2 separate regions of the Mus musculus genome follow, and region 1 is linked to region 2. A link is a contact called in public HiCAR-type data. All regions are on one chromosome and are shown on one strand. The core of a region is the stretch at or near the end of the contact, and the rest is flanking DNA. Distances in the headings are between cores, read along the strand shown.

Evidence for each region. HiCAR-type assays count read pairs that join an accessible place to other places.
Region 1: a HiCAR-type map of astrocytes shows a contact between it and region 2, with 2.8 times the contacts expected there. The contact joins the promoter of Nkx2-4 here to the promoter of Sec23b in region 2.

What each region holds. Positions count from the first base shown.
Region 1 is chr2:147,081,475-147,089,239 of GRCm38.p6, reverse strand. It overlaps Nkx2-4 (NK2 homeobox 4), which reads left to right and starts at 3,895. Exons shown (of 2, transcript NM_023504.1): 1 at 3,895-4,345; 2 at 4,751-5,364. The coding sequence starts at 3,895. The coding sequence ends at 5,364. It overlaps Gm34889 (a long non-coding RNA gene), which reads right to left and starts at 3,701. Exons shown (of 4, transcript XR_001783500.2): 1 at 3,618-3,701.
Region 2 is chr2:144,551,794-144,559,298 of GRCm38.p6, reverse strand. It overlaps Sec23b (SEC23 homolog B, COPII coat complex component), which reads right to left and starts at 3,070. Exons shown (of 20, transcript NM_001252544.1): 1 at 2,975-3,070; 2 at 1-92. The coding sequence starts at 78. Gm34292 (a long non-coding RNA gene) reads left to right here and starts at 2,664. Exons shown (of 1, transcript XR_003953925.1): 1 at 2,664-4,924.

The DNA.
Region 1 (7,765 bases), core at 2,646-5,145, 2.5 Mb before region 2:
TTCAGATTCATTCAAGAGTCTTTTTGTAGGTAGTTAAATCACAAAGCTTTTGCATTTTATAGAGAAAATATGGAAGTGGCACTGGGTAACCGAGAAAGAAATGTAAAATAATTTAAATAATCAATTAAAACTAAAAGTGTCTAGGAAAACTAAAAACAAAATTGGAAACTAAATTCCAGAAATTGATAAAATTATCAAAAACTTAAGAACAAACTTCATTTTGTCTCCTTAGCATTTTGTTTATACCTTCAAATTTTGCTGCACAAAACAAGTTCTATTGACATGATTCGTTATTCCTTTCCAAGTTAAAAAAAATATCGCAATTGTTATATTTCAGCTACTTCTCCAACATGAGAATTTCACTAATCAAATAAGTTACAAGTATTCCAAACTAATTCTAAGTGCAGCAAGTGTCTCATTTCTAAACAGCACTTATATTCTTGGTTATTCAGCAAAGAGTAATATTTTCAAGAACAGTCACCCTGATGCAGAAATCCAGGAGCTATTGACAATCTATGTGCCACCATAGAAAGACAAAGTCTCCCTCTTGGTTCTTGCTGGAACTCTACTTCAAAAGGGGTCTGTCACAAGGTTTCTCCTCTCTCCCTAGGCGCTCTGGCTGAGCTGCCTGACAACTGTAAATCCCAATTGCAGGGAAGACTCTTGCTTCTGATTTTAGAATTTTAGTTTAATTTAGATTCTTGTTAGGATTTTTGTAAGTTAGCTAACATATCAGAGATTTTCAATAAATGTCAATTTTTGGGTTTTTTTTCAAAGAATAAACCTATTGAATCTTTTTGTCTAGCAATTTTTTTTCTGCTATAGGCTGTCTTATGGTATGTTTTCAGTGTTGTGTGAAACTACAAAAATCTAAACTATGAAAAAGAGTCAAGGCACCAAAAACCAAACAAATGCTGTCCCCTGTATGTAAAGTAGTATTGTGCTTCAAGACGTGGAGCCAATCCTAGCAGAATACAATGTCAAGTGTTGTGAGGAGAGGAAATGGGAAAGGAGACTAGATTAAGAGAAGGAGAACCATCTCTTTTCACTACTGTATTCTCTTTAAGAGTTTCTTTCTTTCCTTTCTTTCTGCTAAGTGCTAAGAAAAGGGGAGGAAATAACAAGAAAGCATTCCTGAGAAATACATTTTCGTGACATATAGTCAATAGAATTTAACTATCACTAACTATAAATTTCCATTCACAGTTTGGGCAGAGAATAATTGGATGAAATGAGTTTGATGGAAATCTTCAACAGAGTATCAAACTATTTTGTCATTAGTTTGATATACTAATGTTTACATCCTCCAGAGTCTATTATCAAGCTCACGTGCACACATCCAAATAGCAACTATATTTTAAAGGTATGAAATTTCTAGGGTAAGACACAAATAACTGATAAAAGAAAATGTGGGGGATTTTAAGAATTTTTTTTTTCTTCCAGAACATTTCATGTCCAGGAAAAGAATTCTACTTGGCCTATGATGTTCCTAAACAGTCAGAAAGTGAATTTCATTAGAAATTCTGTTTTGTTTTATGTTTTCATTTTATAGTGGGAAACCTCCAGATCTGCGTGCATTGATAAACTGAACAAAATATAGTATAAGCACTTATAAAATTGCCACACTGGAGTTTTACAAATAAAATGTCACAAGATAAATATATAACTTGAAAATAAAAAATTAATCTGAAAAAGACCTCTAACCAAGTTTTCTGGCTTGGCTAGCTCATCAGCATGAAGTTTATGATAACTGCTTCATGTTTGAAATGTGTCTAAGCTTGAAAAAAATAATGGTTTGCAAGAGGCTTTCATATTCACAGATATTATGGCAACTATATTTACTTACCTTATCTTTGTTTAAAGTTTAAGATTACATTTTGTTGTTTTTAAGCTAGTAAGTAGTAAGGAATACAATTTAAGGTAAAAAAAAAAAGTTTAAAACCCACATTGTAAAAGGATCCCAGCATTTGAGTGCCCTCCCCCCCTAAAGGTTTCTTTGTGTATCATTAGTTCAAGAAATATAAGTAGGCAGTTCCAGCATAAGTGACCTAGCTCAAGTGTCCCAAGTCCAGGAAAGACCTGTAAAAGTAGCATTGTGTCAGAATGTAGCAACACTAATCTTGTTAAGACAGTAACTGATGTCTATAAACAACTGCTAGGACCTGGCATTTTGTCCCACAGTATGTGTTTTAAAATATTAACCACTATTCTGGTTGTCATTTTCTTTCCATGAGTGACCATATGGTCTTTTTTTCTCCCTACAACAGGCAGATTCTTTGCAAAAGGACACTGAAATGAACACAGATGTTGACTAAAATAATAAGACAAAACCATCAAGGGCATTCACACCACAGGGCTGAAACCAAGAAAAAGAGAATGTGGAGCAGTTCAGATCTCCACGGCATGTGAGTCCAGGTTAAACTTTGGTGGTCACGCCTTTGTTTTTAGATACAATAAAATCTTGCATAAGAAACACTTTTCTTTCTTCTACTCCAGTTTTGAGGAAAACTTTTAAAATGTGTCTTTGTTTCCCTGCTCATCCCCATGTTTTCCAATTTTACTGGTACCTGCACACTTCTTTGTCTTTTGTCTTGCACTTACTGTAAGTTCATAAAGTATAAGTTCTTTGTTATGCAGGAACATTTGTATACCAAGAAACGAATTTTTTTTTTTAAAAAATCAGCTTATGGGTTTGAATTTTTTCAAGAGAGCTGTCGTTTTAACCTGCTTTCTGCATCCACATCAACGTTGATACTTTTTAAACAGGTTATTTTCCCAACACCACCAAAAAGATCCATTACAAACAAGTAGACATACTTGAATTCTCTCTCTCTCTCTTTCTCTCTCTCTCTCTCTCTCCCTCCCTCCCTCCATCTTTCCCTCCCTCCCCCTCCCTTCCCTCTTTTTCTCTTTCCCTCATTCTCTCATATCAGGATAGTGACAGAAGAATAAACCCTAAGTCAGATTCTGGGGATGAGGACAAAGAAAATATAGCGGTAATGAAGGTGCAAATTAAATATGAAACTTTTTTAGCAAATACACTTCATCTTGTTCAGTTTCTACCCTGAGAGTAGGAGCACCATACTTACAAGTCAGCATCTCTCTCTCTGCGTGCTGTACCTCTTCTTTGGATTTGTATACTTTGAGCTAATTTGGAAGTGTCCGTTAGGTTGCCTACAAAATGACGCTTTAAAGGATCTAACGATGCATAAATTAGAGAGCCCTACAATGGCAGAGGACGGTCATTGTACCTCTCCTCTTTATGTGCTCTTATGGTGGGACCCAAGAGCCCCCTTTATTTTTAACACTTTAGATGATGGAGCCAGTGAGGGGCTGATAGCTAGAAAGGAAGAGAGCCCTGAAAAGCATCCCCCTCCCAAACTTAACAGCTGTTTGTCCTCCCCCCCCCACACACACACCCACCCCTCGACGTTCTACTGAACTTTGCCACAAAGTCACTTTAGGAAAACTCACAGTCTGCATGAAACAAGCGTGGCTCTTTCAGTGGCCTCTGAGTTTTTATTTCTCTAGGGCTAAAGGTAACCCGGATAGAAGCGCGAAGGATGGAGCTAGAAAGGGGGGCAATCTTTTCCAGAAACACCCAACTGGCCCTTTACCTTTTTTTGCCTCCGTTATCTGGAAGGGGGGTGAGAGAAAAAGATGTCAATGACCATTGTTTGCTCGTTGGGGATGTTGCTCCGCCCCCCGAGTCTGTCGTAAACCTGGCACTGGACTAAAATAAACCCGAGATCCCGCAGCTCGGGGGCTCGCCGCGCCGCGGACAGCTCTCCACTGGCGCTGCCGCCGGGCCGAAGTGGCGGCGGCGGCGACGAGCGGCCGCCGCGTCCCGCCCGCGCCCGCCCCGGGCCCCCCTACCTGGCCGTCCGCCGAGCCATGTCGTTGAGCCCCAAGCACACGACGCCCTTCTCCGTTTCCGACATCCTGAGCCCCATCGAGGAGACCTACAAGAAGTTCGGCGGCGTCATGGACGGTGCGCCGCCCGGCCTGGGGGCGCCCCTGGGGGCCGCTGCCTACCGCGCGCCACCGAGCGGCCCCTCCTCGCAGGCGGCGGCCGTGGCGGCGGGCATGCAGCCGCCCCACGCCATGGCCGGACACAACGCGGCGGCGGCAGCAGCGGCGGCAGCGGCGGCGGCCGCGGCGGCCGCCACCTACCACATGCCTCCCGGCGTCTCGCAGTTCCCGCACAGCGCCATGGGCAGCTACTGCAACGGCGGCCTGGGCAACATGGGTGAGCTGCCCGCCTACACGGACGGCATGCGGGGCGGCGCGGCGGCCGCGGCCACCGGCTGGTACGGCGCCAACACGGACCCGCGCTACTCGTCAAGTGAGCGGGGCCAGACGCGCGGGACTGAGGGCGGGCTGGCGGCGCGGGCTTTTCCCGCCACAGCCGGGGCGCGAGGGTGCTGGCGTCCTGGTCAGCGGCGCCCGAGGGTCGACGCGCGGGGGGTCCTGGCACGCGGCCTCGGGCTCGCGAGGGGTTCTGGGGCCAGGCTGGGGACGCGCGGGGCGGCCCGGGACTCGCGGGGTTTCTCGGGAACCTCCTGGGGCGCACGGGGGTCACCGGGCCCCCGGGTGCGCGGAGGGAGTGGGGCTCGGGCCGCGGCGCTCGTGGGACGCCGCGACCCAGTCGGGGGCCCCGTGCCGTCACTTAAAACGAGCGGGGCGTCGGCGGGAACGGTTCTCGCAGGCCCGGGGCTCACCGGCCGTCCTTCTTGGGCCCCCTCCCCAGTCTCCAGGTTCATGGGGCCGTCGGCGGGCGTGAACGTGGCCGGCATGGGTTCGCTGACCGGCATCGCGGACGCCGCCAAGTCGCTGGCACCGCTGCACGCGGCCGCGCCGCGAAGGAAGCGCCGAGTGCTCTTCTCGCAAGCGCAGGTCTACGAGCTGGAGCGGCGCTTCAAGCAGCAGAAGTACCTGTCGGCGCCCGAGCGCGAGCACCTGGCCAGCATGATCCACCTGACGCCCACGCAGGTCAAGATCTGGTTCCAGAACCATCGCTACAAGATGAAGAGGCAGGCCAAGGACAAGGCGGCGCAGCAGCTGCAACAGGAGGGCGGCCTGGGCCCCCCGCCGCCTCCGCCGCCGCCGTCGCCGCGCCGCGTGGCGGTACCGGTGCTGGTGAAGGACGGCAAGCCGTGCCAGAACGGCGCGGGCACCCCGACGCCTGGCCAGGGAGGCCAGCAGCCGCAAGCCCCGACGCCCGCGCCAGAGCTCGAGGAGCTGTCGCCCAGCCCGCCCGCTCTGCATGGTCCCGGGGGCGGCTTAGCGGCCCTGGACGCGGCCACCGGGGACTACGGCGGAGGCGTGCTCGGCGCCAACCTGCTCTATGGCAGAACGTGGTGATGAGCCCCGAGGGTCTGCCTGCGACTCGCAGGATCCGCCAAGAAACTGCAAGAACGGATGGGGGAAATGTACAGATGCTGACCCTTTAGTGCATGGAGATAAGAACGAATGAGTCACGGAGAGGGTCAGGCTGCTCTGAACCTCTTTACTGGGGGTGGGAGAAGGCAACAGCCCCGGACCGAATAATGTGACACCACACTCTGAGGTGGTGATTTCCCTTCTTTCAGAAGTTCCTAAGTTATGCGGAAGAACTGACTGACGGAATACGCATTCACCACGTTCCTAACCAAAGCTCTCAAGAGTTTTAGAAGTCGGAAACTTTGTTGGTGTTTGTATCTCTATAAATCAACCAGCTTTTCACGATGAATCCTTGAAGTGGAATTTATTTTGGGAGATTAATTTGCAAAGCCCCTCCCCTAAGTGCAATTTCGTTAATGCTTGATTGAAAGTAAATTGAATTGTAGCCCAAAGTGGATCATATACACAGCAACGTGATTGCTGAGGAATAACTGCCATTTGGGTAAAATAGAGAAATGGAATAAAAAGAATCGAAACACTAAGTATACGGATTGTTACCGTTTTTACATTTAAATGCTGATTTTAAAATATTTTGTTCATTATTAGGCAACCAAGTAATTGTATATTATCCTAGAAGAGTACAACCCCCATCCCGACCCCAACCCAAGATGCAGCTCATTATTTTTTAAAAAGGGTTATAAAATACTTTTTATATAGAATCTGGCCTTTCCAAATCAGCTGATAAACATACCCTTTTATCCTATAAACATGGTATTTATTTTCTTTAAAGTATTTTTACCTGAATTTGGACTCCTTGGCAAAGTACTAGAACAAACAAGTAAAACTGACACTATTACCACCAATCTACTTCAAAGCAAGTTAAAAAGAATAAAGGTGATTTATTGAATTGTTATCATAATATACAGAAAAAGTAAGATAATTATACGTTTCCATCATATTTAGAACGTAGTTGTTGCACCAATTTTATCGGTGTTTTATTGTAAAATAAATATATTTACTCTATTATGCCAATTAATATTTTCAGCATTTCAAATGAATATTTAAATATAACTTTAAAAGGCCTTAAGTACTTTTGCTAAAAGTCAAGAGGTCATTTCTTTTTAAGGGTTGTAGGGATTTTTTTTCCTTTTTTCCTTTTGGCGAGTGTGGCAACACAGCTCTTTAATCATTAAAATAGTCATATTGGAGGAAATAGAACCGACTGAATAGTGTGAACTTATAGGACTAATGGAAGTTAAAGAAATAATATGCGCAAAGCATGCTTCCAAAGAATCAAAGCAGATGGTCACCAGAGATACCAAACCTCTTCTGCATTTCTATGTTTTAGAACAAACCTGAGTGCGAAACACTATTTCCTCTCATGGTTTGAACATTTTTCTGGAAAGTTCAAAGGGACTGCATAGAAAGGTACATAGAAGTCAAACTTGCACTTTCTCCAAAATGTATTTTATAAAGTAAATTCTCTCTCTCTCTCTCTCTCTCTCTCTTTTTCTCCATCTAAATTAACTCCAGTTCCTTTCAAGGCAAGAAAAGGGAGGGGGCATGGGGCAAAGAGATTTGTCTTTTATCAAACCACCGTTGTGCATTTTTGGAGAGTGAGATTTAATTTTAAAAGCATTTAATAAAAATCTCAGTAGACAAAATAGTTTAAAATGGTGTGATAAACATACAGAAAATTCTCCCAGGTTGAGTTTTTGCATTATGTAGTAGATTGACTTCAGAAATCAGTATTAATCTTTGCTGGTAAAGCTATTACTGATGTGCTGTAGTTCAAAGTGCTTTGTTTTCATCTGTTTGACTACACTACCTCTAGCACATGTTTTAAAAATTCACACCATTTGCAATAATTTTTTTTAACAGGCCATCACTTACAAAACCAATAGCTTTATAGTCCATGGGCATGCAATGATACCCTTAAGAAAAATAAACCTATAAGAGTTCTACACACACGTGCACACACACGCACACACACACACACCCGTAGCTTATTTCCAGACAAAGAATCCTTTAAATTAAATGAACTCTATTGGAAATAATGTCACCAGAAGCAAACAATCATTTTCCATTTGCTATTTTCTGAAAGTACATGTACTGTAGCCATATCTTTTTCCATTCAGCATTTCTTAAGTAGGAAAAAAACAAAACAAAACAAAAACAAAAACCAAGCTTGAGGTAATTGCTGCAGAGGGCTTAACATTCTACACCCAGAGACTTACTGAGCACGCCCCATAGGAAAAGGTTCGATTCCTGAAACATTAAAAGAAATGTTTTTTACTATAGAATTCCACTTTCTGATTAATGCAAAGCAAAAGCCTTTTCCTTCTTTTGCAGTTGGTGCTTCACAGATCCTTTATAAAAATAC
Region 2 (7,505 bases), core at 1,821-4,320:
AGAAGGCCACACGTTCCAACTGAAACGCACACCATCTCGTTCTTCATTCTGCTGAATGAATTCCAGATACGTTGCCATGGTCTAAAAGGAAACTAAAGATAAAGCTTAATTATATACAAAATTCTCAGTTGATCTTCAAAAAAAAAGATGGTTTCAAGCCAGGTGCAGTGACTTACACCAGAAATCCCAGCACTCAGTCCCAAACAAGGAGATGGTCTTATAACATAGCATTCCACAAATACCCCACCAAGAAAAGCCCATCACTACAGGATAAAGGTAACTACCTTCTCTTGGACCCCCAAAGTTGATTACTCATCCTTTCTGCCTTAGTTTTCTACTACTATGATGAAGACCAGGACCAAAAGCAACCCGAGGAGGAAAGGATTTATTTCAATTTACACCACCCCACCCCCCATACACCACCCCACCCCCCATACACCACCCCACCCCCCATACACCACCCCACCCCCCATACACCACCCCACCCCCCATACACCACCCCACCCCCCATACACCACTCCACCCCCATACACCACCCTCATACACTATCCCTCACTCCCAAGGTGCTCAGGTGTTTTCTGTGTAGTGTCCATCATCTTCCAGGAAAGTCAGAGCAGGAACTAAGACAGGGGCTGGAAGAACACTGTGTACTGGCTCATTCCTAAAGACATGCTCAGCCTGCTTTCTTATACAATTCAGGACCACCTACCTCAGGGTAGCACTACCCACAGTGGGCTAGATCCTCATACATCAATCAAGAAAATGCCCCACAGGCCTATCTGATAGGGACATTTATTCAACTGAGGTTCCCTCTTCTAAAATGACCATGGCTTGTGTCAAGTTGGCCAAAAATAAAAAATAAAAAAAAAATAATCAGGCTACTTTCTCAAACCATCTCTGTAGTACTTGAAAAAAGTAGTCAAAAAGGTTAGAGGTTGAACTCCTTGAACATTTGTTAACTTGTATAGTTGGATATCACGAGTAATTATTTATTTGTGATGCTAAGGGTCAAAGGCAGGACCCTGTGCGTGCTAGGCAAACACTCAAGTACTGAGTTACAGTTCTGAGACAAGCCAATTTCAACTATGTGTCGAAAGGTAAGTCTCAAATTCTGTTTCATGATCCAACAACTTTCCTGATTCCCTTCCTTTCTTTATCAATCAAAGTAAATTCTGTATGAAATGCCACATGCCAAGAAACCTTGATTTTTGTTTGTCCCCCCGCCACCCCCACCACATTGCTAACTGTAGAGAACAGAACTGTATGGTGACCTGAGAATCCGGTTATTAACAGGAAGCAGCTTGACACTGAAGCATTTCTAGTGGGCATACCACAACTATGAAAGGAAGTTTGCTTTTGTATTGAGTCTCACCATGTTCTCCTTCCTCACCATGTTTGCTTATGATCATCCTTGAAAGACTCTTTAACAATTAAGTCTTTCAGACGAAGCTTTCAGACTCGGATAGCCCAATGTTGTTAAGCAAATGCATCCTACGTGTGATTGAAAATACATTGACACATGAGTGACTGAAGGTCAACTGAGCAAGCCAATCCGGAAAGCAAAATGAACTGGTCCAGGGGGTAAAGTGCTTGCCACGCAAGTCTGACAGCCTGAGTTAGAGCCTCAGATCCCACAAAAAGATGGAAGGAAAGACCTAAGATCACAAAAGTTGCCTATGAGTGGCTTGACAGGTGCACACACATGCAAATGACATGTTTAAGCAAGTAGACTGTTAAAAAAAGGAAAGCCAGAAAACTGAACTGAAGAAGAAGAAGAAGAAGAAGAAGAAGAAGAAGAAGAAGAAGAAGAAGAAGAAGACGACGACTAAACCTGTGAAATGAGAATGGAAGCATATTCTTGTAATTTCCATATTTGGGAGGCTGAGGCAGAATCAAGAGAGTACAAAGCCTCCTGGGTTACATAGGGATAGATATAGATATATAGATATATCCTGCAAATAATTTGGGTGAGGACAATTTTACATACCCAGAAAAGCAAATTAATTATTCTACCATACAGACTCTATACAACAAAGTCCCAAATGTCTGTTCCAACTGAAACTCTTAACACATCTACTTGTTAGTTCTGGCAAATACAAGAAGATAAAACCCTAACTACACAGAAAGCACTTAGGCGCCTGGGAGCGGGGGTGGGGGTGGGGGGTAGTAAATAAGTCACAGCACATTCTAACATCGCCATTTCCAGCAGTTACTTCAGCAAACCCCATTAAATAATGGTAACCCCTCTATAAAGTTCTTTACGTAAATGTATAAGTCCCCGAGTATCAACATATTAACACCTGCTCCTATTTCCCACTGCCTCCTTTCCTCGATTTATTCTAAACCAGCTTCTTAATCCTAAACACGTAATCCACAGAGGCTTTCAGTGAATTCATGAATCCTCTGACGTTCTATGTATTTTTATTAAATTCTATGTGCTGAGAAAAATGCTCCTATCAAACTCTCAACGAGTAAGGGTATCTGAAGAGGTAAATAGCCGAATGGATGAATGACTGAGTGAATGAAGAGAGAATGAATGAATGAGTGAGTGGATAAAAGAAAGGCATCCAATAAAATATCTTAGCCCCTCTAAGCTCTCCAGGACATAACTTTCCAGGACTTAGTAACCATCTGTAGACACAGTTAAATACCTAATCCTGTACTGAAGATCTGGTTTCTGGTTTCACTTATCACAAAGCAAAACTCAAGGTTTTCATGGGGATTCGGTCCTTCCGGATGTTCGAGTCACCACCACCAACACCCCAATTCCGAGGGCTAAGGAGTCAGAAACCGGCCGTCGGCTCTCAGGCACGGCGCGGACGAGTCACTCTGAGCCGGCTTCTGGGTCATCAACTCTCTCTGATTCTTCCCATAAGCAAGCCCACCTTGCCTCGGCCTGTCTGGCTTCGGCCCTCCTCCTATGCGCCCCTTCACCATTGCAGAGCCAGCCGCTCACCTGTCCGGAGCCACTCACCGGGACTGAACCTTCCGCGCCCCACGGACACCAGAGCTCAACTCCGGCTTCCACCGCCAAGTCCACCTCAGCTCACAGTCGATTGGTCACCGCTCCGAAACGTCATTTCGCGGCGCCATGCTCTAGCCAATCAGAGAGCGCTTCTCTGGCTGACCCGAGAAAGTGAAACAGTCAGAAAAGCTGCGCCTCCATCTTTGAATAGGGCAAGGCTGTGGTTTCTCACCCAACAAACTTTAGAATGTAGAATTCCTCAGGATACATACTTTCTTGAATATATCCTGAAATTTTTCTCCTTCACAGAACCTCGGCGCCTGCGGAACCGTCATCCAAATGCATCCAGCACTCCTCAGGGGACCGCCCTGACACAACATGACGTCTGTTTGCCTCAGGGGGAAGTCCCTCTCATCGCCTAGCTACCGGGAAGCGAGAAGAGGGACGCGTAGCCCGGAGTTGTCCGGAGAGGCCCTCAGCCTGCGGGAAGGGGCTAGGAGGGGACAGAGAGTCTCGGCCGCTAGTTGGTGATCTTTTTGAGCTCAGCAAGTGCGGGTGCGGGTCCTCTCTTCGCGGTACAAAACTTTCCCTTCTCGTTGCTGCTGTGGTTTCTGTGCTCAATAAAAACTGTTTCTGGTGAACATCCTCCTGCCATTCCCCAGCAAGGAAGTGAGTAATTGGGGATGGTCTTATTCAGACACTTAAGGAAACTATCAGAGTCCGTTTTGATGGGTAACACAGCTTTTTCTGTGACCGCCGCAGTCATTTTTACACTTTCTTACAAGTGGCAAAAATAAATAAATAAATAAATAGCAGCAAATTCAGCGAGTGTGTAGTGCCTGCAGCGGCCAGAAGAATCTATTGTGTATCCTCTAACACGGGTGCTAGGAACTGAACTCCAGCAGTATACACATAGCCACTCAACCAACCCTTCATCCCGCCAACTAAAATCTTACAGTTATGCTAAGACATGTTATTCAAAGAGTACCCATTAAATAACCCAGTTTCCTACTAATGCAAACTTTTCTTTAAGACAGAGCCTAGCTGTAGGTTTGGCTGGCCTGGAACTCAGGAAGCCCTGCTTTCTTCTATCTTCCTATGCCTCCTCAATTTAAAAGCACACGCCATCACACCCGGCTAAATCAAACTTTTTGACGTCTATAAATCATAGGGACTTAAGTTTAAATAGGTGGTACTATAAAATATTACTGTTTGCATTACAATCTTTAAAATAAATTTACATTTTCTCATCATCATAAACATAACAATGTTAATGATGGCATGTTTAAAACCTTAAATTATGTTTGGGAAATGCAGTTATCTCTTCCTAAGGTAAAATGTAAAATAAAATATACATGTTCGTTATATCTAACGCTGAAAAAAAGAAGTCGCTTTTTAAATAACAAACACTAATATGATTTTATTTGTCAAATATTTCCCTTTCAATTTTTGGACCTGGATTATTTCTACACTAGTAATTTCTGTAGAGAGGATTTTTTTTTAATTGCATGTTCAAAATATACAAGATTGAATGTCCTTACTTGGGGGAATTTAGAAGTATTTTATTTATATAAGAGAATACTTGCAGGGCAATAGTGGTGCATGCCTTTAATCGAAGCACTCAGGAGGCAGAGTCAAGGAGATGTCTGTGAGTTCCAGGCCAGCCTAGTCTACAGAGTTAATTCCAGGACAGCCAGGGCTACACAGAGAAACCTTGTCACGAAAAACAAAACAAACAAAGTACTTGTTTCTGTAACACAGATCTTTTAATTGGAGAAATATAATAATTTAACTTATTGTGACTCAACGCGGGTAGCAAGATATCCTGTTCTCTCACAGAAACAGATGTAAGTCTTTTCGTTTTCATTCTAGCCAGGCAGACACACTGACATATAAAGAACATACAGCTTTAGTTCTACAGTCTCAGCCCCAGGTCCAAAAAAAAAAAAAAAAAAAAAATCAGAAAGATTAAAGTTTGGTGCACTATAAAAGAAGGCACTGTTCTTCCCCTTTGGTGTGGCAGTCTTATAAATGACCGAGACGGAGAGCACTATAAACTAGATTTGCTGCCATTTCTTACTTAGGAGGTTATCTCTGTAAATTTTAGTTCCCTTAAAGAGATTACCAAATGGCTGGTAAAACAAAATTTCTGGTGGTTGTTACTATCAGTGGGAGGAGAGTAAACTAACCAGCCATGAGTAAACCAGAAAGAAGAACTGAAAATCATTAGAAAGAAAGCTAGAGGGGCAGTGCCCTCTACTTAGCGTCCACCTTCTAGGACCCAAGGGAAAGGAAACAGTTTAGCTTCAACAGCCTGGAACATGCTCTTCAGTGATGTGAACCCAGGTTCTCTCTGGAATCTTAGTGAAAACATGTAGAGCATGGCTAGATGGCTCAGCAGATAAAGATGCTTGCCTCTAGGCCTGTGGACCTGAGGACCATCCCTGGAACCCACATGGCTATTAAAGAAGAGAAACACTTCCACAAAGTTGTCCTTTGATCCTAACACCCATGCCATAGCACATGCACCTTCCACACAAATAAAAATAATAATAGATACAATAAAGTTTTTAAAAGAAATATTATACAAATAAGATATTCCAAACAATTTACTTAACTCACCTGTTAATGAGGAAACCAATAAAGATGTTCAAATTGGTTTTAAGAAAATCTTGGGCTGGTGAGATGGCTCAGTGTGTAAGAGCACCCGATTGATCTTCTGAAGGTCCTGAGTTCAAATCCCAGCAACCACATGGTGGCTCACAACCATCTGTAAGGAGATCTGACTCCCTCTTCTGGAGTGTCTGAAGACAGCTACAGTATACTTACATATAATAAATAAATAAATAAATCTTAAAAAAGAAAGAAAGAAAAATCTCATTTATAAAAACTTATATTCTCTACCACACAGCATTATATGACTTGTTATGGGCATCAGTTTTGTGTGTGTGTGTACCCATCAACTTTCTAAAGTTAATCTCTGTCTCTACCAAGCTGTAAAGTCCAGGTATGAAAGTACACATCCCTCAGATGACATCAGCACATCTCATAAAAAGCCCGTCAATCCATGAGATATAATTTCTCTTGTCTATTTCAAAATGTTTTACAGACTCCCAGCATATTGTAATGGTTAATATTCTCAACTTAGCTGGATTTTAGAACCAACTAGGAAACACCACTATGGATGTATCTAAGATAGCATTTCTTTTTTTTTTTTTAAGATTTATTTATTATTATATGTAAGTACACCGAAGCTGACTTCAGACACACCACAAGAGGGCATCAGATCTCATTACGGGTGGTTGTGAGCACCATGTGGTTGCTGGGATTTACACTCAGGACCTCTGGAAGAACAGTCAGTGCTCTTACCCACTGAGCCATCTCGCCAGCCCTAAGATAGCATTTCTAAACAGGCCTAACTGAAGAAGGAAGACCTACCATCTCCTATGTTGGGGGTCCAGGCTGAATAAAGTGAGGAAAGGAGGTGGCCAGATGAGTATTGGTTTTCCCTTTCTCTGTGGCTGACACTATAGACTAAGCCATCCTGCCTCCATGTCTTTCACGGCATATAGACTCTGAACTGTGAGCCCTCATGCCTTTCCACTATGATAGACTATGTTTCTCTAAACTGGGAGCTAAAGTACGCCCTTCATCCCCCAAGTTGCTTTCTGTCAGACGTTTTCTCACAGCAACAATAAAAGTCTACACAGAACAATATTGTACTGAGAAGTGAGTTGGTTCCGTGAGGAACATGATCAGTGTAGTTCCTGGGCCTTTCTGAACTGTTTACGGGACAATGTTAAAAGAATATGAAGCTGTAGGCTGGAGATTAGAGAGCTATAGGCAGAGATGAATGGACCGTCCAATGAGACTTTTGGAAAGTTGGAATGCCAATAGAAACATGAACAACAAAAGGTCTGCTTATGACGTTTCAGATGGGAGCAAAAACTGCTGAGAAATGAGGTCATTGGTGTGAGAGTCTGGCAAAGACCATTCATGGCTGTGTTCTCACTGTGTCCCGAAAACTCAACTGAACCAAATTCAATAGGGGCCATCTATCGGTCCACAATGTCACATGAACAGTTAATACCAAGTTCTGCTGCCACTCAGATGCAGGCAGGCCCTGGTGAGCCATGGATGTCATGGCTTCTGCATGCCTTCAACGATGGAACTGGGAACCCATGTTCCTTGGCCAGGTGTGGATGAAGAAGTTTCAAATGAGTATGACATTACATCTAGGCTGAGGCATGGCTATTGTTATCACATTTATTGTGGCTTATGATAGATTTTTAGCAGGAGGAAGTAAAAATGCAGTATAGGATGAATGAGAACACGAAAATGTTAAAAGATGCAGATTAGGGAGAGAGGGAGAAAGCAGCTTTAATTAAAAAGAGATTGACACCATTAATGGAAAACTTCCACACTGGGGCAGTAAGAAATGTGCCCGGAGGATCAGACTCCACCCATTAGGGTTTCGACTCCTAAAAGGACAAATGTGTTTAAAAGGAGAGAATGCCTCCACCCCTCTCAAGGGTTTACT